2 separate regions of the Mus musculus genome follow, and region 2 is linked to region 1. A link is a contact called in public Hi-C data. All regions are on one chromosome and are shown on one strand. Each heading gives the region's core, a stretch centred on a gene start, on an enhancer-like site or on the middle of the called end of the contact. The rest is flanking DNA. Distances are from core to core; before and after follow the strand shown.

Region 1 (2,999 bases), core at 157-2,656:
TGGGAACCACAGATTGAAATCTGAAACATTTATCTTCTAAAAAGCTGAAAAGGGGAAAAGATGTTCATGTTGGACCCCATTTCTTTTCCTTAACCCTCTCCTTTCTTGGCTACTTGTAGATCGCTCTGCTGTGAGCACCGGAGAACAATGTGCAGAGGCTGTGCAGGAGCTAACATTTGGAAATAACTGAAATTAAGGGGGACTGACACCCTGTTTTTCATCTGGGACCAATACTCTGCACTTACCATGATCACATCTCAAGGGATGCTACAAAATGCTCAGAAGAACCACCTGTACTTGCACCCAGCAAATAGAGAACATCATTCTGCCAAAATCTTAGGCTGCTTCAGAAAAGAACACACAAATTGAAGCTACACATGCACACATACACCTGCTTATCTTCCTGACCATGCTGTGGCCACACAGACAAATTCTAGATTTGTATTAGAAAAAAAATGTTTGCCAGGAACTGCACCGATATTATCTCTTGTCACTTCAACCATGAAATTAGAAGCCCATTTTGTACCTTTCCATCCTAGGCAGGATAAGAAGAAACCACTGCACAGAGGGAATAGAAAGACACTTTTAGGATCGAGCAAAGATACTCCCAAGCCCCAGAGAATCCCTATACCTTTCTTGTCACAAAGGCATAATTATGGAATTGTGGTGGGGGAGGGTCTCTAAATACCAGAAGGAAATAGAATACATTCAACCATGACAGAATTACAATTCCTCTCTTATACACCAACTAATGAGATTCACTGGGCAGGGAATACGTGAGGGAGGAGGCTCTCAAAGAGGCTATGAAAGTCCTCTTCTCCACCCACCTGTGCACTTTTCAGACTTTTTAATAATGAATATTTATGCTCTCAATTACTCTCTGTGATACTTAAATGGCAGTGCCATCAAAGCAAACAAACCCAGGATTAATGGGAACGAAAGTAAAGCTAACATTTGTCCTGGTCCAAAAGCCTTGTTTCTTTCTATCTTCAGTAGTACTTTGTCACACTCCACCCTAGGCTACACACACACACACACACACACACGCCACCCTTGGATTACAAAGCAAGAAGTTACATTTCATTCATTTGCTTGGTCCACAATGAGGCCATGTGCACAGTCCAAGCATCCCCACAGGTGTTGGGACTCTGGGATATGAAAACTACCTGGCAGGATTTCAGCAATCAACTGTTCGCATCTTTAGCATCTCTTCTCCCATATTTCATGTCTGTTGCCATTCGTCTTTATCAACTCTGATGGGAAAAGTGGGGATTGATGGAGCGACCCACAGAGCCCTCTGAAGGGGCTTTCAGATCGACAGTAGACTATAAAATGTCATTAAACAGCTAAAAGCCATTTTCAAAAATCCTTTCCTCTTCCCTTCGCCTTTCTTCCTTTGTCCCTTCATCCCCACTTCTTCACTCAAGCTCTTAGAATTTTATGTTCTGACGGCCAAAACTCTTTAAATCGTAATAACTATGTATGCCACTCGGGATAGTGAAAGGAAACTACGTATACTCTGAATAGTTTCAAGTTTTTACTGCAGCCAAAGTAATTGCTATAGCATTTAAAAACCTACTGAAAAGAGCAAGGAGCCTTCACACATTAAGCTGATTTTCATGGAAGTTGTAAAATATTAGATGACTATAATTTCTATCAACAGCAGAATTAGCTGGCCTGACCATTCTCTTTTTGACAAAGTTAGTAGATTCATAAACCCTGGGAAATGCACCTCTGCCCCGGATTTTGGCTGACAGACATGCTGAAGAGGATATTAGGTATCATGTTTGCCTCTTCTGATGACCTGTATATCCCTGTAGGCTGTACCCAGTCCTGCTGAAAAGTCTTCAGGATAACTGAAAATCTTTAATGCACTCTCAAACAAAGCCAATGTGGAATAGAGCCAATGTGCCCCCCACCCCCCAGATCCAGAGCAAGGCAATTAGCCTTACCAACCACAGGAGCAGCAGCACCTGCCACCCTGCTACAGGGACGAGGAAGACAAGACCAACATCCTCATGTCATCTCTGAGAACAGATGTATAATGTGGGAATGAGATGCATGGTGTAAAACTAGCTCTCTTGCTCACTGTCTGCAGATTAAGGTGGATGTCCAGGGTGGTCCAAACAGGCTGAGACCAGATACTAATACTACTGACTTCTGACATTACAGCAAAACCAATGCTTAGGATGAAATGGATATTCTGATGGGAATTCTGGCAGTGTCTTCTGCTTTTTATTTATTTAGTGTGTGTGTGTGTGTTGTTGTTGTTGTTTTGTTTTTGTTTTACTTTGTTTTTGCCCAACTGCTTTGATGCTTAAGATGCTGGCAGAAATAAAACAAACCCAATATGTACCTTTCAATCCAACCTGGGAAGAGGATGCAAAGAGACCGGAGATACCCAGAATCACCTACTGTGTAGAAAGTAAACACTTGCTGTGTCACTGAAAACCTTAATCCTACTGTCCACCAGCAAGGCCAACTGTCCTCCCTACACTTCTCTCTGGGAGTGTCTGGGAGCATGTGGCATTGCCTAGACTGCAGAGGCTACCCTACTTCTCAGAGAAAGCCCTCAACGGTGAGCTTCTTCCTCAACGGTAACCACACACTTCCATAGACAGAGGCACGGTGGGACAATACAGATCACCAAAACTCTGTGATCCAAACACATACAGGTGGTGGAAAAATCAGCTTTCTGTATTTGGAGAAAATCACACTGGGATGTAGATGCTACATCTGATGGGACCCTTCTTATTGTCTGGAAAGTTTGTGTTCTTTTCATCCTAATCCTAGCCCACGCTGTGCACCCTGCCTCTCTCTAAGAATCTCTTTCGCTCCGCAAAATCCTGTTCTTATTTCACTTTTCTCTGCCCTGAAAAGCGGCCCTGCTTATCTTTTAACAAAAGACTATATCTTCATTAGTTCCAAACAGCAGAACTAGATAGAGATCAGCCCGCCACAGTGGCTCACACCTGTAATCTCAGCACCTAGGAAACAGA
Region 2 (2,999 bases), core at 270-2,769, 180 kb before region 1:
TTCCTTTGAATAGTTCTCATTGACTCCATTTTAAAACCATAGGCAGAGCGACCTCAGCTTCCTCCCAGGAAGGAGCAGTAATTGACTGACATTTGCACTTCGACTCCTGTAACCCACAAACAACTGGACAAAGCATATAAAACACCCTTTTTCCAGAACTGGACAGTGAGCGCTAGAAGATCTGTGATCTTTGGAAGCGATTTCCTAACCTTGGGGCAGGAAGGAGCACCCATGCAGAGCTTGGAAGGCTCCCGGAACTGAGGAGACATGGGAGCCCAGAAAGGCTGAGGCAGCAGTAAATGTGCAGTGCAGTGCAGTGCTCCAGAGAGGGAGGAGCTAACCAGTGCAGTGTTCCAGAGAGGGAGGAGCTAACTAGTGGAAGAATCCAGCAGTCTTCATAGGAGTTGCTAGATGAAACCCAAATTACAGATGTTTAGCTTAACTCCATAAATCCAGTCAAAGAACTGCTCCAGGGGCTCTCCTAAGAATCCTGGAGCTAAAGCACTAAGACACATTCATGTGGTCACTCAGAATATGACCTCATTTGAATATGCATGCAACAGAAACCCCCAGAAAAGCCCAACATTAGTGGGGTAAGTCAAACAGCCCTATGAGAAGCCTGCTGTTCAGCTGCCCCAACAAAGATTAAACTGATGGGCAAATACATTGCCCAAATATCAACATGGTAAGGAAAATCACCAAGATCCAAACATTCATATTATTCATTTTATTACTGAGTATGAGAGCATACTCAGTAATAATAAGTGCTGCATATGCCAAGGGGTAGGTAACACCTGACCCCTAATCACAAGAAAATCCAGTCAATGAAAACAGAAATAGTCCACAGAGCTGCAGAAGTGGCTCAGATGTGGAATTAGCAGAATTTCCGACTAATGTCTAAGCTCAATAATCTATAAGAAAGTGGAGCATAAATGAAGTGAAAGGCACATAAACACCCCAGAAAACCAAAATTATTATGTATCTGAAGTCAAAAGATAGTTAATGGACTTAACACCATATTAGAGATAGAAGACATATCTTAAATTAGACACAGGTAGAGGAGACGGATTTATATAAAAAGAGCAAGACTATAATAACATTAGAGACAAGCACTTTAACACACTTGTACCTGGAGTCCCAGATTAAGGCCTAGAGAAAGGAAGAGGTGGGGTACAGGAAGCATCTAAAAAAAATTAGAGGCCTCCCAAAATCTACTTAAAGAATACATTTTTCAGGAGGCATGATAATCTAAGCTGTATAAACTACAACTATAGCACATGTATACAGTAGCCATCCTCCAAGTTGGCTCCCAATGACCCGCACCTGCAGCTTTCATGCTGGTGTGTGTTTGCCACTTGCTCTCATTAAATAATGCTGGCCTCTTTGACTCCTTGATATATCAGAGATAATAACATGTGACTTTTGAATGTAAGTCAAAAGGAAACACTACAGCTTTTGCTTGCTCTGTGGGAACCCAGTTTACTGCCTGCATCATCCCCAGAGCACCATCTGGCAGGCCAGCATGAATGTTCCATTGTGGAAGCAGGCTCTTCTGCCCCAATGAGAGTCACCAAATGACTGGGGCTCCACATTACTTCTTGATGGGAACCTCACAGCAGAACCACCTTGGTAATCACTCCTGGATGCCAACCCATAGAGATCATGAGATGTATTCTAAGCCATCTTACTTGTGAGGTGATAATTTGCACAATAAGTTATATTTCTACTTACTAACAAGAATTATAAAACAGTATTTTCAAAAAGTCTCTTTGTAATAAGAACAAAGCATCCTGAAATGCTTAGAGATTAAAAATAATAAAATCTTACTGAAGATTAGAGTATTACTAAATAAATGCATGTGGACTTAAATAAATGGAACTATCTTTCATGTTTAAAGTTTGGAAGATATAACATTGTTAAAATATCACTTCTGCCCAGATTAATTTATCGGTTCTGTTGTGATTGCAATAAAAATTCTACCAATCTTTAATAAGAAAAATGGGTCAGTGGTTGCCTGAAGCCTGAACTGAAAGAAGCTATATCCTACAAAGCAGCCAAAGAAAGATTTTGGTGGTAAACAGTGTTTTCTGGATCTTGACTAAGGGGATAATTTCATAGGGGAACATGCAACAGGAAAAGCTCGTCTGTGAATGTATGCAATCAATAAGAATGATTTCACAAAAATGTGTAAACCAAAAATATCCCCATGCCTCTAGCACCCATTTCCATCCCTGGGTGCAACTGATGCTATCAAGCATTGTATATTCATCTGCATAGACTTCATGCATATGTAAATATGTAAATACATTCTCACAGGGAGTGTGTTTCCCTTAAAAAAAATTGTAGGCATGCTACACATTCTTCTATACATCTTGGCTTTTTCATCATTCAGTACATTCTGAAGACCATCATCTATCAATCTAGGATGGGTGATATAGACATATATCTCATCTAGGATGGGTGATATAGACATATATCTCATCTAGGATGGGTGATATAGACATATATCTCATCTAGGATGGGTGATATAGACATATATCTCATCTAGGATGGGTGACATAGACATATATCTCATCTAGGATGGGTGATATAGACATATATCTCATCTAGGATGGGTGATATAGACATATATCTCATCTAGGATGGGTGATATAGACATATATCTCATATTCTCATAACTAGGTGATACAGACATGTCACAATTTGCACTATTAGTGTCTTGTTAATTCACATTTGTGTTCCTTACACACTTGTTAGCCAATCCCAGAGTGAATAGTCATGTAAGTGTGTAAACTCTGGAAACTCTGGTTTCTGCCCAAAGACTACTTTTCTAAAAGATGCAATGTAATTTGATGAATAAAGCAAATTCCTTTTCATGTGGGCTGCACAGACTGACATTAACACAAGCAATTATTTGCTCTTTCACCTTTGACAATATAACAGACAAAAAAGGTCTTATTTACTATGAATTTATGTTTCTCTAATTGTAAGATTGAGAA

What was found. A called contact is a pair of places that touch in the nucleus more often than the background predicts.
Region 2: a Hi-C map of cerebellum shows a contact between it and region 1, with 1.9 times the contacts expected there. The contact joins the enhancer-like site here to the promoter of 5930438M14Rik in region 1. A contact is called at or near these places in 1 of 39 promoter capture datasets (hippocampal neurons), 2 of 484 Hi-C or Micro-C datasets (brain and cerebellum), 1 of 115 datasets of contacts at active chromatin or transcription factors (neural progenitor cells) and 1 of 9 other capture datasets (embryonic stem cells).

The regions. Positions count from the first base shown.
Region 1 is chr13:101,230,534-101,233,532 of GRCm38.p6, reverse strand. It overlaps 5930438M14Rik (RIKEN cDNA 5930438M14 gene), which reads right to left and starts at 1,406. Exons shown (of 4, transcript NR_046158.1): 1 at 1,167-1,406. All of the region lies in intron 2 of Gm36427 (a long non-coding RNA gene), which reads left to right.
Region 2 is chr13:101,406,346-101,409,344 of GRCm38.p6, reverse strand. No RefSeq gene overlaps it. Among named protein-coding and RNA genes, the nearest start is that of 4922502H24Rik, 10 kb to the right of the region's middle. Within about 2 kb of position 1,519, at least 4 of the 459 cell types and tissues checked have an H3K27ac peak or open chromatin away from gene starts, as enhancers often do. A contact at or near this core is called in cerebellum, where this site is marked.